3 separate regions of the Mus musculus genome follow, and all the other regions are linked to region 1. Evidence: chromatin contacts called from public Hi-C data. All regions are on one chromosome and are shown on one strand. The core of a region is the stretch at or near the end of the contact, and the rest is flanking DNA. Distances in the headings are between cores, read along the strand shown.

Evidence for each region. A called contact is a pair of places that touch in the nucleus more often than the background predicts.
Region 2: a contact with region 1 is called in a Hi-C map of double positive thymocytes, with 8 times the contacts expected there. The contact joins two enhancer-like sites. A contact is called at or near these places in 3 of 484 Hi-C or Micro-C datasets (double positive thymocytes, embryonic fibroblasts and nephron progenitors), 1 of 115 datasets of contacts at active chromatin or transcription factors (embryonic stem cells) and 1 of 9 other capture datasets (embryonic stem cells).
Region 3: a contact with region 1 is called in a Hi-C map of the N1E-115 cell line, with 9 times the contacts expected there. The contact joins two enhancer-like sites. A contact is called at or near these places in 2 of 484 Hi-C or Micro-C datasets (the Ba/F3 cell line and the N1E-115 cell line), 1 of 115 datasets of contacts at active chromatin or transcription factors (embryonic stem cells) and 1 of 9 other capture datasets (embryonic stem cells).

The regions. Positions count from the first base shown.
Region 1 is chr4:47,436,003-47,440,649 of GRCm38.p6, reverse strand. No RefSeq gene overlaps it. Among named protein-coding and RNA genes, the nearest start is that of Alg2, 36 kb to the left of the region's middle. Within about 2 kb of position 2,794, at least 180 of the 459 cell types and tissues checked have an H3K27ac peak or open chromatin away from gene starts, as enhancers often do. A contact at or near this core is called in the N1E-115 cell line and double positive thymocytes, where this site is marked.
Region 2 is chr4:47,796,716-47,801,362 of GRCm38.p6, reverse strand. No RefSeq gene overlaps it. Among named protein-coding and RNA genes, the nearest start is that of Gm46853, 150 kb to the left of the region's middle. Within about 2 kb of position 1,997, at least 36 of the 459 cell types and tissues checked have an H3K27ac peak or open chromatin away from gene starts, as enhancers often do. A contact at or near this core is called in double positive thymocytes, where this site is marked.
Region 3 is chr4:47,711,378-47,716,024 of GRCm38.p6, reverse strand. No RefSeq gene overlaps it. Among named protein-coding and RNA genes, the nearest start is that of Gm32544, 75 kb to the right of the region's middle. Within about 2 kb of position 2,459, at least 6 of the 459 cell types and tissues checked have an H3K27ac peak or open chromatin away from gene starts, as enhancers often do. A contact at or near this core is called in the N1E-115 cell line, where this site is marked.

The DNA.
Region 1 (4,647 bases), core at 1,545-4,044:
AATCCCAATATTAATCGCCAACTATTTCTGATTCTCAGTTAACGTTCTCAAACATCTTGAGTCCCCAGGGACTCTTTGCCTTGTCATATGAAGATGATGTTTCCAGATTTATATTCCCCAAAGACGCGGGGAGATCATAAAACTTAATGTATTCCGTGGTTCGGAATGACAATTTCACCAAGAGGCGAGGGAATATTTCCGTGTGGATCATTACGGCACCATGTAAGTTGTTACTGTCCCACTTGCTTTTGAATATGTATCTGCCTCTGCCTATAGAACAGCTCCTTTGCCCCCTCTGGGGCTGAAAGTGGCTGTGCAACGGGGCAGACAGTGAGAGCAAAGCTGAGAACAGCCCCCTGCCTGGGATAAGAAGGTGATGGGCGGCAGGCAGAAGGTAAGAGGCTCTCTTAAGCAAAGTGACTAGCCAGACCAGTACACCGAGCAAAATGACTAGCCAGGCCAGTACACAGAGAGAGATTTGGTCTAGAGAGGGAGGCCACAGTTGGGCCCAGGATGGACCTCAGATCTATCCACAAAGAGCTCTGCCCTAGGAGATTTAGCTTGAACAGGTTGCGGCATGTGCAGAGCCCATGAGGTTGTCAACTCTCTAGCGCTGTGGCAGACAAGCCCAGATAACCAACTTTATTTTAGCTCCGGTGTGGAGGTTCTAGCTCATCCCTTAGGCCTGTGACAAGCAGCAGCGCATCACAGCGGGAACACACGATGCTACAAAACCACCTCCTCATGGGCAGGAAGCAAAGGGACAAGTTGCAGAGCTTGGTGACCTGCAGATCTCTCGTTCGGCCCTGCCCTCCTAAAGGTTCCCCCATCTCCCAACAGCACCACACCAGGAACCAAGCTTTTAACACACAGGCCTTTGGGGTGCATTCAAAATTGAAATCACAGCAGTCCAGCTGCATAGAGGCTAATGGTAGGTTTAGGGCGTGGGATGGGAGGCATGGTTCAGTAAAACTACTAGATAAAAGAGGATTTGATGTAGTCAGAATTTTCTGAGTGTTCCTTTCTGGTTCTGTGCTTGAATCCATTCCATCCTAGTAGCAGAGGCAGAGTGACACCTGGTAAAATGTCTTGCACATAACCAGGGCTCCTGGAAAACATGGGGGAAGGAACCATGAATTCTGCTGCTTGGGAGGAGGCTCAGTACGTCTAAGCAAGGTGACACTAGGCATAGCATTACATTGTCCTGTGACTTGGGGAAGTCTCAGATTGCTGTCCCTTCTATTCCTCCCTAGATTACCAAGAGGGTCACTTCTCAGTGCCCAGTTCTAACTACAAATTGAAGCTGATAATGTGACCCCATGTCTCAAGATAGCTATGAAGGCGATTACAGCCTTGTGAGTGTACAGCACATAACCAAGAGCCAGGCACAGGCTTTGAAGCCAGTACATGCAGCTCTAAGGGCCTGGATGCCTGCTGTCAAGCTTTGTCAACAGGCAAAACGCAACTGTGATGCCTCCAAGGAGAATGTGGCAGGAACCCACCTCCCTTTAGAAAGTCACCTGGGGCAGGTTGCTAATGTCAGAATTGTGGGGGTAGCGGAGGCGACTCCACCTTGAGTCGCAGCAGCAAAGGAAGCAGGGGGAGGGGAGGATCCTGGGTAGAGTAGGGAGAGGACCACAGGTCCACAAGGGAGAGAACGGGTGAGCCACAGGCACAACAGAAACAGCTTCACTCTCCAACCTATTGCTGCTTCTTGGACTCCACACTTAAGGATGGGGACAACTGGTGGAATCGATTTATAGACATGTTGATTTACAGATAAACACATGGCGCTTCTTGGCTTGGTTTGTTTTAGAGAAGAAAGACGACTCTGAGAACATAGCTCAATGGTAGAGTAATTACTGAGCATGTGCAAGGCCCTGGTTTCTATCTCCAGCCCTGGAGAGACAGAGACGTGTGTGTGTGTGTGTGTGTGTGTGTGTGTGTGTGTGTGTGTGTGTGTGTGTGCGTGCGTGTGTCTGAGAGAGACAGAGAACACAGAGATATTCTGAATATGATTCTGTTCATCTATATTAAATAAGAGGCTTAAATGTGTGGTTAATGAGACATAGTAAGAGAAAATAAAGACATGAGAAATTGCATGCACTCTATGTCCCTAGAGAACTTCCTTGTCACGATGCTTAGCTGCTCCTCACTTCATCTGCCTCACGTTAGCCTCAGGATCACCGGGTGGGGTCCCACAGCAAGCGATACCATCACATTTCATCATGAAGGCCCAAAGGCTGAGAGCATCAGACCAGGCATCTGAATCCAGTTCTGTCTGCCTAAACCAAGCATCCTCGCACCAAACAAGATATTCCTACACGTTAAAGGCTTGAAAAGCTCTGGAGGTAGAGGAAGGTCTCACCATCCCTCCCTGATCGCCTTCCAAACGCCAGGCGAGAGGGTTGTAGGGTTGAGCTGGCTCTGGGAACCAACGATGTATGTGCAGCTTTCGCCCCCTGGTGGCTGATATGCGAAGTGCTCGACAGTGGAAGAACAAAGGCTGCTAGCGTCCTTCCCTACCGCCCCCCCCCCAACCCCCGCCCCGGAATGGGGGTTGGGGTCCTGGACTTGGCTCTAGCGGCACGATAGACTAATGAGCTGTACATCTGCTCAGGAGGCAGCTGTTGAGTGCCTGACGGAAGGGTCGAGCCTGAAGGAATGAAATGAAAATTTGATTTATGTCGCTTGTTTTGGCAAGCTTTTGGGAAATGACCAGCCAGCAGCGCTGCCCCAGCACTCATGAGGGGTGAAGGGTGAGCGAGTGTCTCCTTGTCGCTCCACCTCACCCTTCAGCTGTCAACGAAGTCGTCCGTGGGGAACTGACTCTTATGCCCCTCCTCCAGGCAGCTGGCTTGTCCCGCCTTTGCTGGAGATGGGGGCGGGGGGCCTTCTGGTTCATCTCTGCTCTGTCTGAAGGGGGCGGGGGGTGCAGCTTCTTATACTTGTTTGAACATACATGTAAGTGTCCTCAGCTCTAGGCATCTGCCAGCTCCAAGCATTCAAAGGGGTCAAAGGGTGTGTCAGCTGAGAGGATGGCCACGCCCGCTATATTTTCAGAGCAGCGGCAATCTCCATGAGGATCGGGCTCCTTTGAGAAAGGTGGCTCCTTAACGCCAGGTCTCCTGGCACTGTGTGGCAGGTGTATGAATGAGGCCACAGGGAAGCTGGGCACCGTGCTCCAGAGCTTGCTTCTCTGCCTGCCTGTCCAATGTTCCCCTCTCCCAGGAGTATTATGGGAAACACCAGTCCAGCGTGTCTTCTCTAGGGCTGGGCTTCCAAGAGAATCAGCCCCGGGGAAGCTCCCTGCTCGTACAGCCTGCCGGAGTGGGAACACTGCCATCCTCCCTCCCTCTGCCCTGCCCCTTAGGGTGCTTCACATATACTTTCTCTGTATTTCATACTACCTTATTGAAAAGGGGAGACATATGTCTCCTGAGAGGCTTTACCTAGGAGCAGATGGAAGCAGACACAAGCATCAGGTGGCCTGTGGGGAGTCCTGTGGAAGAGTAGGGGATAGGATTAAGCCAGCCGGAGTGGTCAAAGACACCACAACTAACCTGGGCCTGTGGGGGTTCACAGAGACCGAACCACTAACCAGTGGGCTGGACCTAGATTCCCTATACACTTGTAGCAGATGTGCAGCTTGGTTTTCATGTGGGTCCCCTAACAACTGAGCTGTCTGACCCTGTGGCTGCCATTGGATCCCCTTCCTCTACTTGGACTGCCTGGTTGGTCCTCAGGAAAAGGGGTGTGTAGTCCATCTAGGACTGGATGTCTCAGGGTGGGGTGGTACCCCAGGGGGCTTTACTTTCTCTAAGGAGAAGATGAGGGAGTAATGGGGGAGAGGGATTTGTAAGGGTGAGACTGGGGGGAGTGGAGGAAGGGGGTTGATCAGGATGCAAAGTGAATAAATAAATTAATAAGAAAGAGAGATTAAAGTGAGTGGCACAGTTGCTTTCTGGCCTTCATGAGGAAAACCTGGGAAGTGAGCTTTGTCTGTCATGTGTGCTTCGCAAAAGCCAAGCTCCTGTCTATGAAAACCACTTAGGAGGTAGGAGATACCTGAGACCAACTTGGAACTCTCAGCTGTCCCCCTGCCTCAGTCTCCCCAGTGCTGGGATTACAGGTGTGAGTCACCACCCCTGGCGGAAGCATGCTTTTCTGCACATGTCCTTCCCATAGACTCCCTCTCCCTGAGGTCATCAAACCATTTATGAGAGGGAAAATGACACGACCTCAGGTTATATTTCCCCTTGAGTGTTTATATTGAATGAGTGAACTAATTAATAACTAGGATTTCTGCATAGATTCGTAATAGGGAAGCAACAATCCACCACTGAAATGTGCATGACGGTGGGGAGCCACTGTCCAGGCAGAGCTGGTGACGCGTGAGGGACTCATACATCCCCAGAGACCCGGAAGACCTTCGTGCCAAACCGGGACCATTTACTATTTCCATTAATGGCTTGAAGGATGGAAGGGAGCCTCAGCTAATCACATTTCTGCAAGCGCTGAAGCTGGAAGGGATCTTTGCCACTTCGGAGGCCCAGATTAAAATGGGATCGAGGCTTGACGAATTGCAGAGATGGCCCTAAATCAATAAACAGAGCAGCAATAAAGATAAATGCCAGCTGTGTGAAC
Region 2 (4,647 bases), core at 748-3,247, 360 kb before region 1:
CAACTACTGAATTTCTTTCTTCACTTTGGGCTTTGAGACTAAGGGAGCAGTGGTGCCACATGCAGATGAAAAGATATAGGAGGCTTTGTGTTGCTGTGTTTTAGATAACATAGAAGTGAAGTTCTCTGCTTTTGGTTTGTTTGACTTATTTCACTAACTTTCAGGTTTGTAGATTCCAGAAAACCAAATAACCCTATTAAAAATGGGGAACTCCAGAAAATCAAATAACCCTATTAAAAAATGGGGAACAGAACTAAACAAAGAATTCTCACCTGAGGAATACTGATTGGCTGAGAAGCAACTAAAAAAATGTTCTTTTTAGTCACCAGGGAAATGCAAATCAAAACAACCCTGAGATTCCACCTCACACCAGTCAGAATGGCTAAGATAAAAAACTCAGGTGACAGGAGATGCTGGCAAGGATGTGGAGAAAGAGGAACACTCCTCCATTGCTAGTGGGAATGCAAGCTGGTACAAGCACTCTGGAAATCAGTTTGGCGGTTCCTCAGAAAATTGGACATAGTACTACTGGAAGATCTAGCAATACCACTCCTGGGCATATACCCAGAAGATGTTCCAACTTGTAATAAGGACACATTCTCCACTATGTTCATAGCAGCCTTATTTATAATAGCCAGAAGCTGAAAAGAACCCAGATGTCCCTCAACATAGGAATGGATACAGAAAATGTGGTTCATTTACACAATGGAGTACTACTCAGCTATTAAAAATAATGAATTCATGAAATTTTTAGACAAATGGATGGTTCTGGAGGACATCATCCTGAGTGAGGTAACCCAATCACAAAAGAGCACATGTGATATACACTCACTCATAAGTGGATATTAGCCCAGAAGCTCAGAATACCCAAGATACAATTTGCAAAACATGAAACTCAAGAAGAAGGAAGGCCAAAGTGTGGATACTTCGATCCTTCTTAGAATGGGAACAAAATACCCATGGAAGGAGTTACAGAGACGGAAGGAATGACTATCCAGAGACTGCCCCACCCGGGGATTCATCCCAGAAACAACCACCAAACCCAGACACTATTGTGGATGCCAAGAAGAGCCTGCTGCTAAGAGCCTGATAAAGCTGTCTCCAGACAGGCTCTGCCATTGCCTGACAAATACAAAAGTGGATGCTCACAGCCATCCATTGGACAGAACACAGGGTCCCCAATGAAGGAGCTAGAAAAAGTACCCAAGGAGCTGAAAGGGTGTGCAGCCCCATAGGATGAATAATAATATGAACTAACCAGTATCCCCAGAGCTCCCTAGGACTAAACTACCAATCAAAGAAAACACATGGTGGAACTCATGACTCTAACTGCATATGTAGCAGAGGAAGACCTGCTACATCAATGGGAGGAGAGGCCCTTGGTCCTGAGAAGGTTCTATGCCCCAGTATAGGAGAATGCCAGGGCCAGGAAGTGGGAGTGGGTGGGTTGGTGAGCAGGGGGAGGTGGAAAGGGATAGGGGATTTTCAGAGGGGAAACTAGGAAGAGGGATAAACGTTTGAAATGTAAATAAAGGAAATATCTAATAAAAGTATAAAAAGAGAGAAAATAGAAAAAAACCTCCTCTAAAGCTGAATAATACAAATAATACATAAACATTCTCTCTCTCTCTCTCTCTCTCTCTCTCTCTCTCTCTCTCTCTCTCTCTCTCTCTCTCTCTTTATCCATGTGTATAGGCACTTGCACATATATATATAGAATCTCTGCCTCTCAAGTACTGAGGTTGAGACCTCCGTATTTATGCTTGTCTGGCAAGCATATTGTCAACTGAGTTATTACCCCAGCCTAATTTACCCATTTTTAAAATTGAGTATTTTATTTCCTTATTACTGAGTTATATGAGTTCTTTTGGGACTCTCTGGGTAGTAAGCCCCCTTCAGATTTAGTGGTTCCCAAACACACTCTCATAACTGGTATGCGCCTTTGCGTTTTGACCATCACTTCCTTCTGCCTTTGTTTTTTAGCTCTCTGTGGTTCTACATACTTACTTTCACTTTTGTTTCTCTGAGTTTTGGTGAGATGCTGAATAAAGACTGGCAAGACCAATATCAGTGAGGTTTCCTCTAGGTGTTTCATACTTCCATATCTTAGGTTAGTTCTTAACCCGTTCTGAGTTGTTTTTTGTGTGAGATAGGGATCCGGATTTATTTTATTTTATTTTCGCACATAGGTATAGTTTTCCAACATCATTTGTTGTACACTAACCTTTACCTGTTGTGTCTTCTTGGGGACCTTGTCTGACATCAGCTGACTGCATAGACTTGAGTTTATGTCTAGGTTGTCTGCTCCGTTAGTTTGTCTGTTTCTATGCCAGGCTCACACTGTGCTGACTGAGGAGTGTAGCTTGGGGAGAGAATTTTAGATTGGGAACTATGATTGTTCCAGGTCACTCAGGTTCATAAACTTTTAGATTTTTTTCTATTTCTGTGAAAAGTGACATTGGGGTTTTGGTAGAGGTTGTATTGAGACTATGTTGCTTTGAACAGTTTGGGTGTGTCAACAATTGCAGTGCTACAATCTTCACACAGGGATTATTTTCCCATTTGTTTGTGACCTCTTCAAATTCTTTCACCAATGTTTTAATATTTTTTCATTTATTGATCTTTTACCACATTGGTTAGAGTTTTTTCTTAAGAATTTTATTACTTTTGATGGTATTTTAAGTTGAGATGGCTTTTCTTGGTTTATTTTTCAGATATATCATTATTGGTGTAGAGAGGTACAACTGATTTATATATGTTGTTGGTTTTTTTATCATGCTACTTTATTGAGTTAATTTATTAGTGCCTGTGTGTGTAAGTGTATATGTGTGTGTATGTGTGTATGTGTGTATGTGTGTGTGTGTATGTGTGTGTGTGTTACATGGTCTGCATGGTTTTCTACCTGTAGAATGTTATCATCTAAGCATGAATATCTTTCTCTTTGTTCTTTGATTTGACTTATTTATTTATTTATTTATTTATTTATTTATTTATTTATTTTTGGCTTTCCGGTCTGAAAGCTCTTTTAAGTGTTTCAATTACCAGAACATAGGGGGAAAGCTCTCCATTTCCCTCACAGACCGTCAGCTGTAGGCTACTTGCAAAGGACCCCTGATATGTTGAGGACATTTTCTTCTGTATCTACATTATTAGGAATTTTAATTTTTAATTTTAATTTATTTTATGATTTCATGTGTATGAGTGTTTGCCTGTATGTATGTGTATGCAGCATGTGTGTGTGATGTGACATGCATACCTGGTACCCTTGGAGGCCAGAGAGGGCATTGGATCATCTGCATGGAGAGATGATTGTGAGCTACTATGTGGGTGCTTGGAATTGAACATGGATCCTCTGGAAGAGCAGCCAGTGCTCCTAACTGCTGAGCCATCTCTCCAGCCCTGAGACTTTCCAATCATGAAACGATGTTGAACTTTGTCAAATACTTTCTCTGTGACTACTGTGACTTTTGTCTTTGATTCCTTTAAAGTGAACTATCACATTGATTGATATCCATATGTTAAACCAACTTATGCCAAGGGTAACTCTCATTCAGTCATGGTAAGCAATTCTTTTGTTATGCTGTTGGGTTCAGCGTGACATTAGGGTCATGCTGTGTTTGTCTAGGTCAGAGGAGCACCTTTGGTTACTGGTTCTCATCTTTCTACTTTCCTTGAAAAGGAGTATGTTCAAAGCTATGCAAGCCAGCTTTTGTGTCAGGTCTGGAATCCAAATTCAGGTGTCAGGCATGGGGGGAAGCACTGTACCCCAGATCCATCTTCCCCAGCCCTGTTTGCTAGGTTTTTTGTTGTTGCTGTTGTTTTTGTTTTTGTTTTGTGACAGTTCTGAATATATAGTAATCAGAGATAGAGACCTATAGTTCTTTTGCGTGTGGTATCTTTGGTTTTGGCAGTAGGGTAATGTTTGTCTCATAAAATGAGTTTGGAAGTATTCCTTCTACTTCTATTTTTTGGAAGAGTTTATGAAGACATGGTATTAATTAATATTTGATGTTTTGTAGAATTATACCAGGAAGCAACTGGATGCCAAACAATATCTCCATCCTTCCATCTCACCTTCTCTTCCTCTTTTCTCTTCCCCCTCCCCACCCACCTACTCCCTTTTCTGTTCTTTGTCTTCCAAGACAGTGCCTCTGTGTGTTTAGGCTGACTTGGAACATGCAGCCCTCCTGCCCGGAACTCCCACACACGCTGGGACTCGGGCCTGTGTGATCACACTTGGCTTCTTCCTTTTGAAATGGATGAGTTTATGGCTTCGTTCTTGATGCTGCTTTTACTGCCTTCTTTGTCTGTTTGGGTAAATTGTGTTATTGCTTTCTCTTACTTCAGGGTATTTATTTTTAATGTTCCTATTGACATCCCATCTAACCCACGAGTTGTGTAAGCTTTTTTTGTACTTCCTATGTAATTGTGAAATTTCCAATTTTGTTGTTTTCTACTGCTCTGATTTCTAATTTCACCCCATTGTGATTGGAAAAGATACTTGGTAAGGTGGTGACTGTGTGAATATGTTCATGTGTATGCACACAGGTACGTAGAAACTAGAGGTCAAAGTTGGAAACCTTCCTTAGTCATACTTCATCCCATTTTTGAAATAAGCCTGTCACTGAACCTAGCACTCAATGATTC
Region 3 (4,647 bases), core at 1,210-3,709, 280 kb before region 1:
TTAAGTAAGAGTCAGATATAGAAAATAAGAGCAACAAGATACAGGGCTTTATAGACCTTGAATTTGTTCAAGATATTTGAATTAGAATTATAGATTTAAGAATAATCAACATAAAAATGGCGGTTACCAGTCATGAACCAAAGGAGACTGCCAGAAAAAAATGAAAGAGGGGGAGTTTTATCAGAGTCAATATCTAGGGGGACAGAAGAAGAGCAAATGGAAGAGATAAAGAAACAGAAAAGCATGTGTCCCTAGCACCAAGGAAGGGAATAATGTAGCCAAAGACAGTGGCCAGCCATGCCCAAGGCTGCAGAAGGCAATTAATCCGGGAACACTAGGCATGGTGTCTGTGAGCTCAACATTTATTCAATACACATTGAAGTGAATTGCTAATTGGTAAATCACTAAATTGATGCTGTTGTTTTTAATCTAATTATTTGTTCTGTTTTGGCTTTCATTAGAAACAGCACATCCAAATTATGTTTGTGGAGACATTGTGGGAGACCCTGATTATGCTAATTCTTGCTTCTTGGGGGTAAAAAATGGATTTAAAACTTGGGGGAAAACTATACTGACATATTGGAAATGTACTATTTATTCATTAAAGAAATCTTGACAAATAGAGACAAGAATAAAGGGAGAAGCTAGAGATGATCTCATACAAAATAGACGATGACTGTGGCTGACTGGTCATTGTTCTTAAAAGCCATATTTAGTCAACTGGGTTGGAGACCAAGTGGGACTTGGGTAGAAGTCACAACGACATTCTTAGGGATGTTCTTTTTCTTGTTGGGGCTAGACTGCTTCTGAGAACCTGATGTTAGACATGGCCTTCCTCTTGAGAAAATTATACCCACAGTGGGAATGCACAGAGCTTTGAATTAGGTTTCTGGGGCACCTGTGAGGTTGGGTACTTACAAGCTTATTAGGAAACTGTTTTCACTCAGTACTTCTCTCCCCTCTTCATGCTACAAACCATGCCCTGGGGCCTCCATGTGCTCAAGACAGTGGCTATACTTCCAGAGCAGGCATGGAGACTGCGTTCAGCATGAACCTTGGCTTTCACTCCTGGCTATCCATCCTTGGTCTGAGTTCTGCTCACTGGCCACAAGGACAGCCCAGAGGGTTAAGTGGCACTTGGCACTGACCTTCAGTACCTTCTTAGAGGGAAAAGTGAGCCAGGGAGATGGCTCAGTAGGTACAGTGCTTGCTATGCACACATGAGACCTAGGTAGGATTGTCTGCATGAATGTAAAAAAAAAAAAAAAGTCTGGGCATCGTGACATGCCTTTGTAATGGTAAGATCCCCGGATTCAGTGAGAGATCCTGTCTCAAAAAATAAGATGAAAGACAGCCATTGACCTCTGGTCTGTACCCAGGCCTGGAAAGATGCATTCACAAATTTCTGGTATGTGTATGTGTGTGATTTCTATGCATATGCAGGCACATTCATGCCACATGCATAGAGCTCACACATACACACATCAGAAATGGGTGGGGGTTAGAGAAAAGGAAAACCACATCTTTGAGCTTGAAGGAGGAAGATCTGCATGGGTGGGTAAGTGTGCCCCCTCCTGTTCACAACATGACCCCGATCAAGTGACCCTTCCATTCTAAGCCTTGTTTCTTTACTTATCAAAGGATAGCAATCCCACTTCCTTAGAGTACAAATCTTATGGACTAACAAATAAGAAAGGGCTATGTAAAGAAAAAAATGAGACACATATAAGGGCTGCTAATGATAATTAAAGCAACCAATACTGAGAATAATTTTGTATACAAGCTCCAGCAATTGCATTCAGTTCATCACCTTTACCCCTGTTTATATCCCACCACTCTATGAAGTTGCTCCCCGCTATTGTATCTAGCAGAAAAGGTGAGTTCAGAGTGGTCATGTCCCTTGCCTAAGGAGTAGAGCTAGGATCCATAAAGGACTGAATTGGAGCCACTGGGTTTTATGAGGTCAAAACTAAATGGTCATTCAGTCTTGCTGACTGCCTGTTACTGAGTCTTCTTAGAAAAATTCAGGTTGTTCACATATAGTATTGACTGGATACCCATTGCATGATGAGAAAACCAAGTCTTAGATAGACCTTGCCTAGGGGAGTGAAAAACAGAGTTGGACTTGGTAGCCACATGTCTGGGATCTTTTGTACTCCCAGACACTGTCTCTGGTACACAGCATGTGAGGACAGTGTTTTTCATGTTCTCAGATCCCCCACCTTTTCCCATGTCCTCACAGCCTAAACACCCCCAGGGTCTGCAGCCTGCTGGATCTCTGGCCTTCAGTATTTCTTGGCACCTCTTCAGCCTCACTACACTGGACTGCCGTATATCAGAACGGGTACCATCCTGATTAGACATCTACTGGCCAGATTTCTCATCTGTCAGCATGCCAGCTGATAGGCTCACAGGCACAAGCCTCCAGCCCTAGGGACTGTCTGGTCGGAGCATTGAGACGGCCTGCTCATGGCTGGCTGGCCCCGAAGCCCAGCCCGGAAGACTGCAGGGGAGGGCTGGGGGCATCGCCAGATGACAGAAAGGAGACAGTGAGTCTGCACAGAGAGGAGAGGAGCTCTCTCTCCAGCTCTGGTTTTATTTATGCATCATTCAGATCCCAATGACTTCCCAAAATAATTTGACGTTAGCTAATGGCTTAGGTTTGTCTAGTGTTTCAGTTTACAGAGCTTGGGGATTTAGTGGTGGGATTTGAATCATGGAAATGTCTCCGGAGGTGAATGGTATAGTTTCCATTTTACAGATGAAGAATACTGAGGGAAAGGCAGCAACCATCAGTAGGATTATCCTCCAAGGTGCTTTCTAGTGAAGAGCCCAGGAACTGGAAGAGGGAGTGGTTTCAAAGGAGGTAGGGTTATGAGAGTCTGGGGCCAGCATGGCAGTGGGGATATCTGGGCTGAGAAATGTCTACTTTTGCCCCTAGGCTTCCTGCCTGGGATTTGGAGCCCTCATAAGATTGCTCCAAATTTAACCAGGCTAGAGTGCATCTTTCCTGATGTCTGACAAGAAAAGGAGCCATAGGAGACACCCACAAGTCCCCAGGGACTGACCCTCATTTGGTGTCTTTAGCTCAGTGGAAATGTTGCATGCCCTTGGTGGTCTCTCCTGACCAGCATTATTTTCAATCATAACACTTGTTCCAATTGGCAAGCAAACCTTGTAAGTTACCAGCTTACATCCTTACACCTTGCAGACAGGGATATTAAGGTTGGAGCAACAACAGCACACGTTTCTCACAATACCCTAGCTCTGTGATGCTGTGTGTCTGAGTGCTGTTGCCAGGGCCCCCAGTCTGTGGTGCTTCCAGTTAGCCTTAGCCCCGCCCTTACAACTCTTCTGGATGTCAGTGGCCCAGCCCTACTCAGACTCACCTTGACTCAAGAAAATATGACAAGAAGGTTGCATACAAACCAGCCTGCTGCTGCAGACTCACCAAAAGGGGGTCCATCCCAGCCATTGCCAGGATCCCAACCTGATACAGCTAGATGCCATCAACCCGTTCCATCCTGGGAGCCAAACGATGAAATAGGCTTCGGCAAATCCAGAAGGCAGACATAAAATTTCTTCTCCAGGCCTTTCAAATGCCTTGGTATTTGAGTATTTGACATTTGAGTGAAGTATTTGAGTGAGATGGGTATGTAGATTCTACCTTAAACAATAGGCAGAATCCTTACACCGATGCCTCAAGAGCCTTTAAAAATGAATCTGTATGGTCTGCTGAGGTCTTCCTTTGCTCGTGGGGATGTAGGGATAAACCTCAGCTCAAATATCCTTCAGGCCTCTTAAGTCTGAGCAGCTTCAGGGAAGAATTAGGACTTATACACAGCACAGAGCCATTGCAAGCTTTCTTACACCTGTACCTGAAAACCAAAAGAAAACTTAAGCGAGATAGGGAATGTATCTTGCAAGCATACCACAAAATAGATTACTGTGGGCTTCATCCTCTTAATCCACCGACTTACTCCCAAGTATTTACAAAATACTGGAAAGAAAAAGGTGTTTCTATTGCTAGCAAATATATAGTGAGAACTACCTCTCTCTTTGAACACATAATTCATTTATTTTGTCTAATCAGAAAAAAAATGAGTCACTCCATATTGTTTAAAGTCTGCAAGTGTTTACTGGGCTGCGGGTCTAGCTCAGTTGGTAGAATGCTTTCCTAGCATGCATAAAACTCCAAGTCCCATTCCCAGCACTGCATAAACTGGATGTGGGGATGCACACCTGTAATCTAAGCAGGGAAGGGTGAAGACAGGAGGTGCAGGAGTTAAAGATAACTCTAGGTACATAGCAAATTACCCAGGCGAACCTGTCACACACACACACACACACACACACACACACACACACACACACACAGAGAGAGAGAGAGAGAGAGAGAGAGAGAGAGAGAGAGAGAGAGAGAAACAGAGAGAGAGAGAAAGAAAGAGAGACAGAGACAGACAGAGAGACAAAGACAGAGACAGAAACACAGAGAGAGAGTCTACAAGTATTTACTGAGTACTTTATTTCATATCCAACACTGTGTTGAGTTGGAGGGACAACTAGGAAGCTCCTGCCTCAATGGATGAAAGAGACATCATCCATAGTCCAGAGACATTAGAATGGCCTTGGGAAGAACACATGGAT